Regions from separate parts of the Mus musculus genome. Here regions 1 and 2 are each linked to region 3. The links are chromatin contacts, called in public ChIA-PET and HiChIP or PLAC-seq maps. All regions are on one chromosome and are shown on one strand. Each heading gives the region's core, a stretch centred on a gene start, on an enhancer-like site or on the middle of the called end of the contact. The rest is flanking DNA. Distances are from core to core; before and after follow the strand shown. Region 1 holds the start of Mfng (MFNG O-fucosylpeptide 3-beta-N-acetylglucosaminyltransferase). Region 2 overlaps Cacng2 (calcium channel, voltage-dependent, gamma subunit 2). Region 3 holds the start of Mpst (mercaptopyruvate sulfurtransferase).

Region 1 (2,903 bases), core at 5-2,504, 370 kb before region 3:
TGTGTGTGTGTGTGTGTGTGTGTGTGTGCGCGCGCGCATGCAATAGCAAGAGTGCACTGTGTATATAAGGTTCAGGAGCCGTTCTCCCTTTTTGTCATGTGGGTCCTGGGAATCAAACTCAGGCAGTCAGCGTGTCAGCAAGCTGCCTTTTCTGCTGAGCCCTCTCACCTCTCACCTGCCCCGAGATCCCTTTAAGGAATTTGCTATGGTGATGCACACCTGTCAGATGTGCATGCACACAACTTGCTGTGGCAACACACACAAGGCCAGGGAACAACTTGCTGGAGGGGGCATGTCCCTGGGAATTGAACTCAGGTCCATCCACAGGCTTGGTGGCAAGCACCTTCACCTGCTGAGCCATCTTGGAGTCCCTCACCATCATTTCGTAAATGATAGAGGTATCTTGTCGACAGCCATACAGCCAGGTTGTGGCCCTAGCTGGGATCTGAACCCAGCCCCAAGCCTAGGCTTTTCCTTGGTGGCACTGTTCTGAGGAGGTGAGCTGTGAAGGGGACAGGCTGAGGCTGACACCTCATTGTCCTAGTGCTCCAGGAGCCTTTAGCAGGCTTAGATCCATTCACAGCCACCAAGCACTTTCCTGTGCTTAATTAACATAATTAACAAGTATTGATCAAGTGCCCAGTATGTACCAGGTACCGTACTGGGTTCTGGATAGTCAACAAAAGAGAATACCCCCTGCCTCAGTAGTATCATAAGTAAGACAATAAATATGTAAAATACACCATACAGCAAGAAGTTAGAAGGGTCTAGGCTTGGGGGCTGGGAAGGAGGGCTGTTTAAAATGGGCAGGAAAAGCCTCATGGCAGAAATAATGTCTGTGTAAAGATTCAAAGAAAGCAAGAATCTAGGCAGCATGCTATGGTGGGCATGGCCCTGTGATAGATGTAGGCCTGATGCATGGTGGATGATGGGAAGGGCCAGCAGGAGGGAGAATGAGCCAGGACCTGAGGCTGGCTGGACAGGATCCTGGCTATTCTAGGAGCCAGAGAAAGGACTGTGAGGCATAGGAAGGCTGGAGTGGCTTCTTCCCACCTCGTGGAGGGTTTGGTGTGGCTGCAGCAGCTGGCAGGGCCCTGTGCCTCTTCCAGTGGGTGGCTCCCAGCAGCTGCCTCTGGGGCTTCCCAGGCCTAGCCCCGCCCCTCGGGCTGAGGCAGGGGCGGGGCCAGGAGCTAAGTGGCCCGGAGGGAGGGCTGAGGAGCAGGTGGCGGGCTGGTGGCCTCTGCCGGCTGGCAGGACGGTGGTGGCTCAGTCTCTGGGTCCAGAGACCCAGCTTCCTCCTTTCCCGTTGGTGTGTGCCCCCGATGCCTGCCAGACTTTTGCCTGTACCAGGGCCCCCTCCTGACCAGCCTCCCACCCCAGACTGATTGGGGAGTCGGGGGCTGAACTGTCTGGGGGCCTGCTACCAATGCACTGCCGACTTTTTCGGGGCATGGCGGGAGCCCTCTTTACCCTCCTGTGCGTGGGGCTCCTGTCTCTACGATACCACTCAAGTTTGTCCCAGAGGATGATACAGGGCGCGCTCAGGCTGAACCAACGGAACCCAGGACCCCTGGAGCTGCAGCTAGGCGACATCTTCATCGCAGTCAAGACTACCTGGGCCTTCCATCGCTCCCGCCTGGACCTGCTACTAGACACGTGGGTCTCCAGGATCAGGCAACAGGTGACAGGCGGGGGCTGCCTTGAAGTCTGAGAGAGCACTCCTGGCTGGGGGGCTCCCAGGGGTCTTCCTGGTGGTCTGGGGAAAAGCTGACCACCAGGGAGTGGTTCCTTCTGGGGTCTCTCCACTTCTTCCGTGCCCACCCCCATCCCCACTGCCACACTCCAGGGCCTCCTTAGACTCACAGGTCTATCTCTGTTGGGTTCCATGTGGCACCTCTGTCCTAGGCTCCTCTTGGGTCCCCCTCATCTCCTAGATTCTTGACCCTAACTTGCCTGAAGATTCTGGTGGGTGTTAAGGTGAAAACCCACCAGGACCGAGTAGCTGCGCACCTCAGCTCTGGGCATGGATGGGGCTGTGTGAGGCAGGGGTGTGATGTGGATGCTGGAGAGACATGGAGGTGGGGCCTGCTTGAGGGAGGCTTCCTCTCAGTTCCTGCCCTGCTGTGCTGCCCAGGGTGTGAGGGCCCTGTCTAGCTTCTCCGTTTCCTGTGCTGTGGTTGGGATGGGAGGCAGTGGGTGAGGTCGTGTGGGCTGGAGGTCAAGGTGAGGGGAGATCTGCCAAGGCATATGGAATGTGTGTGTGTGTGTGTGTGTGTATACCTGTGCTCATACACAGGGCTAGGCATGCTAAATACAGTAATAAGAAGGCATGAGAGTAATGAGTGTGTTTCCTGAAAGCAGAGTCTCTCTCCCCATACTCAAGACCCCATCAAGCAAAGCCAGGGATGGGTGTGGGTATGGGGGGCATTGGGGACCACGTCAGGGGAGGTAGCAGAACTCATGCACTTGTGCACACACACACTATGTCCCCATGGTGGCTGCTGGCTCTGTGAGCGGAAGTGACTGAGCCTTTGGTGGGGAGGCCAAGGAGAGGAGGTAGTTTAGTGAGGGAGAGGTGGGGGTACCTGAAAAGGATGCCCTCCCCCTCCCCGTTTCCTGGCATAATGTCCGGTACAGGCATGAGTTCTTCCCTGGTAGAGCTCCCTGTAGCCCCCAACCCCTCCCCCCCAGCCTCCCCCCTTCTTGTCTGGAGGAGACCGTGGTTCCTCCACGGAAGCCAGCAGGGCTGGCCCTCCGCACAGACCTTCCTGTTTATGAAGCTGCGTCTGTGTGTACCAGGGAGTAAAGCCTCACATGGTCCCTGGCGCTTTCCTGTCGTCTTGCTCACGGCGATGGTGCCCTTGCCCTGAAAGGAAGGGCTGGCCAGAGTCACCCAGGAGGCC
Region 2 (2,967 bases), core at 160-2,659, 410 kb after region 3:
ATGAACCCATTAAAAGGGATCAAGTCCCAGTGGGTTAACACTCATAGATTTCAACACTGTGCAGAAACTGAGGAGTTACCCTCAGTGTGCTAACCACTGTGACTATTGGTGTACAAGCCAAGAGAAGACGGTGCTCTGACCTGGAGGAAGGATCCTAGGGATACAGGGTGATCACAAAGTTGGGGTCCACAGGTATCCCCTAGTACAGTGCCAGCAGAGTACAGACCTGAGGCCAGAGAAGAGAAAGAGAAACAGAAGGGCCAGCAGCAGGCCGGATTTCCTATACCCCTGTTTCCTGAGTGTCACCCACCCACTCTGCCAGATGGAGAAAAAGAACAGCATGGCCTCTGAGTGCCGCTACCCACCGGCTGTGCCCACCCCCAAGAGCAACTTTTCAGTGTGATGGCCCTAAGAGCTGGCTCCCTGAGGCCCAAGATCATAACCATGATTTGCCAAGAGGAGCAGGCAAAGCAGACTAACAAGAGAAATGTTGGCTCGAATTACCTAATCCTTATTCATCCACGTACCCCAACTCACCTCTGTCCCACTGAGACAAGAGGCCACTTCCGAAGCATGGCCCTTCCCCATCGGTCAGGACATTAGTCACTTCTGCCACCAACACAGAAAACACGAAGTTAACTTTGGTATGCCTGTAAATCCCAGCACCCAGAAGGCTGAGGCAGGTGGATCAGAGTTTGAGGCCAGCCTGGGCTACACAACTAGCCAGTCTGCGCTACAAAGACCCTGTCAAAGGGGGAAGGAAAGAGGTAAAGAAAGAGAGCCATAAAGGGCCAGAAGGCTCAAACACTTAGCTTACAAAAGCACCCTCGAGTCTCCTGGTTGCTGCGGCTTGTGAGAGAATCCATTGGGATTTACATCTTCTCTGGACAGTGGCTACACACTGGGGATCCCCAAGCCTCAGGTATTAGGGCTAAGGACAGGAATTCCTCCTCTGTGTCTATAAAATCCACATAAACGGCCTAACACACATGGCTTTTCTGAGCCCCAGCTGTCTGCTCTACAATCCATGGATGTAGCCCAGGAAGACTTCAAACTAGGGATGGCTAAATGTGGAGATTCTCCTTTCCCTCCTCCTTCCTCCCTCCTTCCTCCTCCTCCCCTCCTTCCTTCTTTCTCCTCTCCTCTTCTCACCCTTCTGGCCTGGCTTCACACTCCAAAGTTTATTCTCTCCTTGTCTTCATATAGTTTTTCCAGCCAGCCTGTAAGTCTAAAACCACAAGGGGAAAAAAAGTTACCTTCTCTCTCCCACTTAGCCGCTTGAGACACCCAAGAGTCTGTTAGACTAACTCCCCTCTGCTGGTAACCTGGAGCTCGCCCACACTGGAGCAGCCCCATTGCTGTGGGCAGCAGCTTTCCCCTCAGGCCTGCAATCTTGCTTGACTTTGTTTCTTGTGATGCAAATCAGATCCTCTACAGCCCTCCCAGATCTAAATGCCCGTGAATTCCTTTGCTCTGAAGACAGAGGCACACTCTTTTACCTTGACCCACAAGTCCCCTCGTGACCCAGGAGGCTCCACCTGGCTCTGGACCAGGCCTGAACCTTCTCAGCTTCCTCTCTCATGGGTCCTCAAGTCCCTCCACGAGTGCCTGTGAGCCTGGCCCTGTCCGTCACTAAACAAGCCACTTGTCCTACACACCACTTGGTGCTGTCTCTGTCCCACAGACACTCCTAGCAGCTGCCTCCGCTCTCTTGAGAGCTGCTCCCCACTAATCCATATCGCTCTCTCAGGGAAGCTCACCCTGATCCAGCTCAGAGAATGTACGAAGCCCAGGCAGGGGAATGCCATGTGTTAGACGGACAGGCCTGAGATCACAACACTTGGACAGACAGCCAAACTTTTCTAGGCCTCAGTTTCAGCCTCTGGACAATAGAAGTAAAGTGTTCTTCATTGGCTGAGGAGACAGAGAAGGCCTAAAACTGTGTCTGTCACACACTCAATCCTCAGGACATCTCACACACACACACACACACACACACCACACACACATATATACACACACACACACCACACACACACATATACACACACACACACACACACACCACACACACATACACACACACACACACACACACACACCATGGTGCCTCATTGGTATCTTTCTGTTGGAATATATAATCCTGGCTCTGTTACTATTACTATTATTATTATTCTCTAATCTTTTTTACAGTCCAGTCGCTATTCCCCTCCCGGTCCACCCTCTGACAGTTCTTCATCCCATTCCTCCTCTCCTGTCTCCAAGAAGATGTCCTCATCCCCGCCCCCACACCACCAGAACTTCCCCCCTCCCTGGGGCCTTAAGTCTCTAGAGGGTTAGGTGCTTCTGCTCTCACCGAGGCCAGGCCAGGCAGTCCTCTGCTGTATATGTGTTGGGTGCCTCAGATCAGCTAGTGTATGCTGCCTGGTTGGTGGCTCGGTATCTGAGAGATCTGGGGGTCCAGGTTAGTTGAGACTACTGGCCTCCCTGTGGGGTCGCCCTCCTCCTCAGCTTCTTCCAACCTTTCCCTGATTCAACCACAGGGGTCCTTGGCTTCTGTCCATTGGTTGAGTGTAAGTATATGCATCTGGCTCTTTTGGCTGCTTGTTGGGCCTCTCAGACCAATGGTTGAATGTAAATATCTGTGTCTGTCTCAGTCGTCTGCTTGTTGGGCCTCTCAGAAGACAGCCATGCTAGGCTCTTGTCTGTAAGCACACCATGGCATCAGTAATAGTGTCAGGCCTTGGAGCCTCCCCTTGAGCTGGATCCCAATTTGGGCCTGTCACTGGACCTCCTTCCCCTCAGTCTCTTCTGCATTTTTGTCCCTGCAGTTCTTTTAGACAGGGACTCTGTTACCGTTTGATGATATATATCTCTTTCATCAGAACACAGTTTGGTAAAGATGGGGCAAAACTTGTTTTCATACACCCCAGAACTGGTACAGGGGGTGTCACTCCAACAAAGATC
Region 3 (2,809 bases), core at 128-2,627:
CATTTAGGGAAGTTGAATGCAAACCTGCTATTCCTTCCTTTACTCTCCTAATGGCCCTTGAGTCTACAGCTGGCCTTAGACTTCCAGGGGGTGGGACTTCAAAGGTCTGAGGTCACTACCCTCCCTGCTTGATTGACAGTTATGACAAAAGACCCCAGGCAGCAGAAAGAGAGTCAGAGAGGCTAGGCTATGAGTGCTCATGAGGGGAAGAGACCAGAAAGAGACTAGGTTTCTTTGTGCTTGAAGGGCCAGGATCCCAGGGGAGAGTAGCTCTCTGGAAGTCCATCAGGACATATAGGACAGGCCCAGGCCATCCTAAGTTAGTGTGAGCCTATATATCCCACCCATGGGGGGTGGGGGTTCGGGCACTGAAGAGCATCTCCCTAACTAGACCCTCCTGGTACCTTCTCTTCCCTACTGTCAAGCTCCAGGTGCAGAGTATGCTGGGAAAATGCTAGACAGTGAATTTTTGCAACACACTGTGACAGTATTTCAGGGTAGGATAGATGCTCAAAAAAACAGGGAGGGGAGTTCAAGAGAAAAGCATTCCAGGGGAACAGAATAGACTAGAGAGGGGGTGTACAGCTGGTTTGCAGGAGCCATGCTCTATTTCCAGATATCTTGCTTATTGGGATTTATATAAATTTACAATGAAGTGGTAAAAACTGAAGCCCAAGACGACAACGACGACTACTACTACTACTAAGCATAAGGCTTCAAGGATGGACAGGTAAACCGAGGCAGCTCCCACCACTTTGGGCTTCAGGTGAGAAATTAGTCCCTTTTCCACTACGTGCCTTGGCACCTCCTGGCTCTACCTGTTTCTCCTGTTGGGAGTTCAGCTCAATCCGGCAGGGTCGTGAAGGCACTCGGCAAGGCGGGCTTCATAAATGCTAGTTTTATTTTTATTCCGTTCTGTTACTTTCTCCTCTTGGGGCATGCTAGATCTCCTCACCACAGCTCCTCTGAATTGCTTTGTTTATTCTCTTGCTCCCCCCCCCCAACTTTCTCAGGAGGCATCAGGTCTTTCCAAACCCCATCCACTCACTGCTACCCACCTGTCTCTTATCCCACACCAACCCACAGACGGCCACAAGCAGCCACGGACAGTCTTCCTAAGGCAAATTAGAGGCGCCCTGGAAACTCTTCTCTCATAGACTGCATCCCCTCCTCCACTCCCGCGTGATACCACGCTATGCACCCCCGGAGAAGCACCCTCTCTCACAGAAAAGCAAGTAGGACGCGTTGGGTAGCAGATACCAGGGATTTGCGCTCCCCGTTTCCCAGCTCCGCCATGTCACCCCCTCCCCACGCCCTCAGAGGTTCCCTCCTTCCGCCACCAACCTGCGGCCAGCCAAAGGGAGGAGACTTGGGCACAGCCCACTGTTTGGGCCACTCCGAGACGTTGCACCTTCCATTTCCCGTACTGCGGGGGACGCAGGCGCCATGAAGCCGGGTTGCGCGCTGCCCCAGTGTCACCTCGAGCTTCAAATAGCCCCCTTTATGTATGAGAAGTATTATACGAGGAGGGGCAAACAAGACTCCCGTGCGAAGACGCAGAAGCTGTTCGGAATCCCGACTGTCTACGAGAGAGGTTTCTCTCCTCACCCCCATGGGAGGCGGTACAATGGTGCGGGCCACTTGAGAACCCTCCCGGCTCCTGGTTTGAACCCTCCAGCTTCTTCGGAGCGCAAGGGCGAGTGCCAGCCCAGCTACTTTTGCGACTGAGTGCAGCGAGCCGCCCAGGATGGAGCCGCTAGCTGGGTCCTGGCGAAAGCAGGGCAGAGTGCCTGGAGCCCTTTCACCGGAATTGGACATTCTAGAAGCCAGAGAACTCTGGCTGCAAGAAACGAAAGCAGAAGGGTAATCAGTGCGCCCGGAGAGGCGACTGGAAGGCCATCTCTGACTTGTGTTTGTTTTTCCCATTCTTGAAGACAGAGTCCTGAGCCAGCCCCTCCCACCAATTTGCTGCTATAGTAATGCACCGAAGCTCTTAGCCACGCCCACCTGCCCTCCTAGGCACCAGAAAGGGAGGGCGCCGGGGAAGTGGGAGGGGTGGAGCAGGCTTTCCCTAGGGAATGTGCCAACCTCTCCCACTGTGAGTCTGGCTCTGAGTGTAGTTACGATTGCACGCTGGGAAAATGTAGTGGGAGCAACAGCCCCGCCCCCTGGGCTCCGCCCACCGCACTCAGCCCTCTCAGGCCTGTCTCTTTCCTGGTTCCCAACCGCGCCAGGTGACTCGCAGAACTGACACTATGGTACATCAGGTGCTCTACCGGGCGCTGGTATCCACCAAGTGGCTGGCGGAATCCATTCGGTCTGGCCGCCTGGGGCCCAGCCTTCGGGTGCTGGACGCGTCTTGGTACTCACCCGGGACCCGCCAGGCACGCAAAGAGTACCAGGAGCGACACGTGCCTGGCGCGTCCTTCTTTGATATAGAGGAATGCCGGGACACGACTTCGCCTTATGAGATGATGCTGCCCAGTGAGGCCCACTTTGGGGACTATGTGGGCAACCTGGGCATAAGCAACGACACACATGTGGTGGTATACGATGGAGATGACCTGGGCAGCTTCTATGCACCCAGAGTCTGGTGGATGTTTCGTGTGTTTGGCCACCGCACAGTGTCAGTGCTCAATGGTGGCTTCCGGAACTGGCTGAAGGAGGGCCACCCGGTGACATCTGAGCCCTCGAGGCCAGAGCCAGCCGTTTTCAAAGCCACACTGAATCTCTCCCTGCTCAAGACCTATGAGCAGGTCCTAGAGAATCTCCAGTCTAAAAGGTTCCAGCTGGTGGACTCTCGGGCCCA

Evidence for each region. ChIA-PET counts read pairs in DNA pulled down with a chosen protein or histone mark. HiChIP or PLAC-seq counts read pairs in DNA pulled down with a chosen protein or histone mark.
Region 1: an RNA polymerase II ChIA-PET map of memory CD8 T cells shows a contact between it and region 3, with 17 read pairs. The contact joins the promoter of Mfng here to the promoter of Mpst in region 3. A contact is called at or near these places in 3 of 39 promoter capture datasets (the 3T3-L1 cell line, 3T3-L1-derived adipocytes and embryonic stem cells), 1 of 15 datasets of contacts at CTCF or cohesin (large pre-B cells), 1 of 484 Hi-C or Micro-C datasets (embryonic stem cells), 3 of 115 datasets of contacts at active chromatin or transcription factors (large pre-B cells, memory CD8 T cells and pancreatic cancer cells) and 2 of 9 other capture datasets (liver and macrophages).
Region 2: a contact with region 3 is called in an H3K27ac HiChIP or PLAC-seq map of embryonic stem cells, with 4 times the contacts expected there. The contact joins the enhancer-like site here to the promoter of Mpst in region 3. A contact is called at or near these places in 2 of 39 promoter capture datasets (the C10 cell line and hippocampal neurons), 6 of 115 datasets of contacts at active chromatin or transcription factors (embryonic basal ganglia, embryonic forebrain, embryonic stem cells and 2 more) and 2 of 9 other capture datasets (embryonic stem cells and liver).

What each region holds. Positions count from the first base shown.
Region 1 is chr15:78,771,796-78,774,698 of GRCm38.p6, reverse strand. Mfng (MFNG O-fucosylpeptide 3-beta-N-acetylglucosaminyltransferase) reads left to right here and starts at 1,254. Exons shown (of 8, transcript NM_008595.2): 1 at 1,254-1,681. The coding sequence starts at 1,427.
Region 2 is chr15:78,000,058-78,003,024 of GRCm38.p6, reverse strand. The region is part of intron 2 of Cacng2 (calcium channel, voltage-dependent, gamma subunit 2); the gene reads left to right. Among named protein-coding and RNA genes, the nearest start is that of Gm46520, 11 kb to the left of the region's middle. Within about 2 kb of position 1,409, at least 13 of the 459 cell types and tissues checked have an H3K27ac peak or open chromatin away from gene starts, as enhancers often do. A contact at or near this core is called in embryonic stem cells, where this site is marked.
Region 3 is chr15:78,405,280-78,408,088 of GRCm38.p6, reverse strand. It overlaps Mpst (mercaptopyruvate sulfurtransferase), which reads right to left and starts at 1,377. Exons shown (of 3, transcript NM_001162493.1): 1 at 1,345-1,377. Tst (thiosulfate sulfurtransferase, mitochondrial) reads left to right here and starts at 2,224. Exons shown (of 2, transcript NM_009437.5): 1 at 2,224-2,809. The coding sequence starts at 2,256.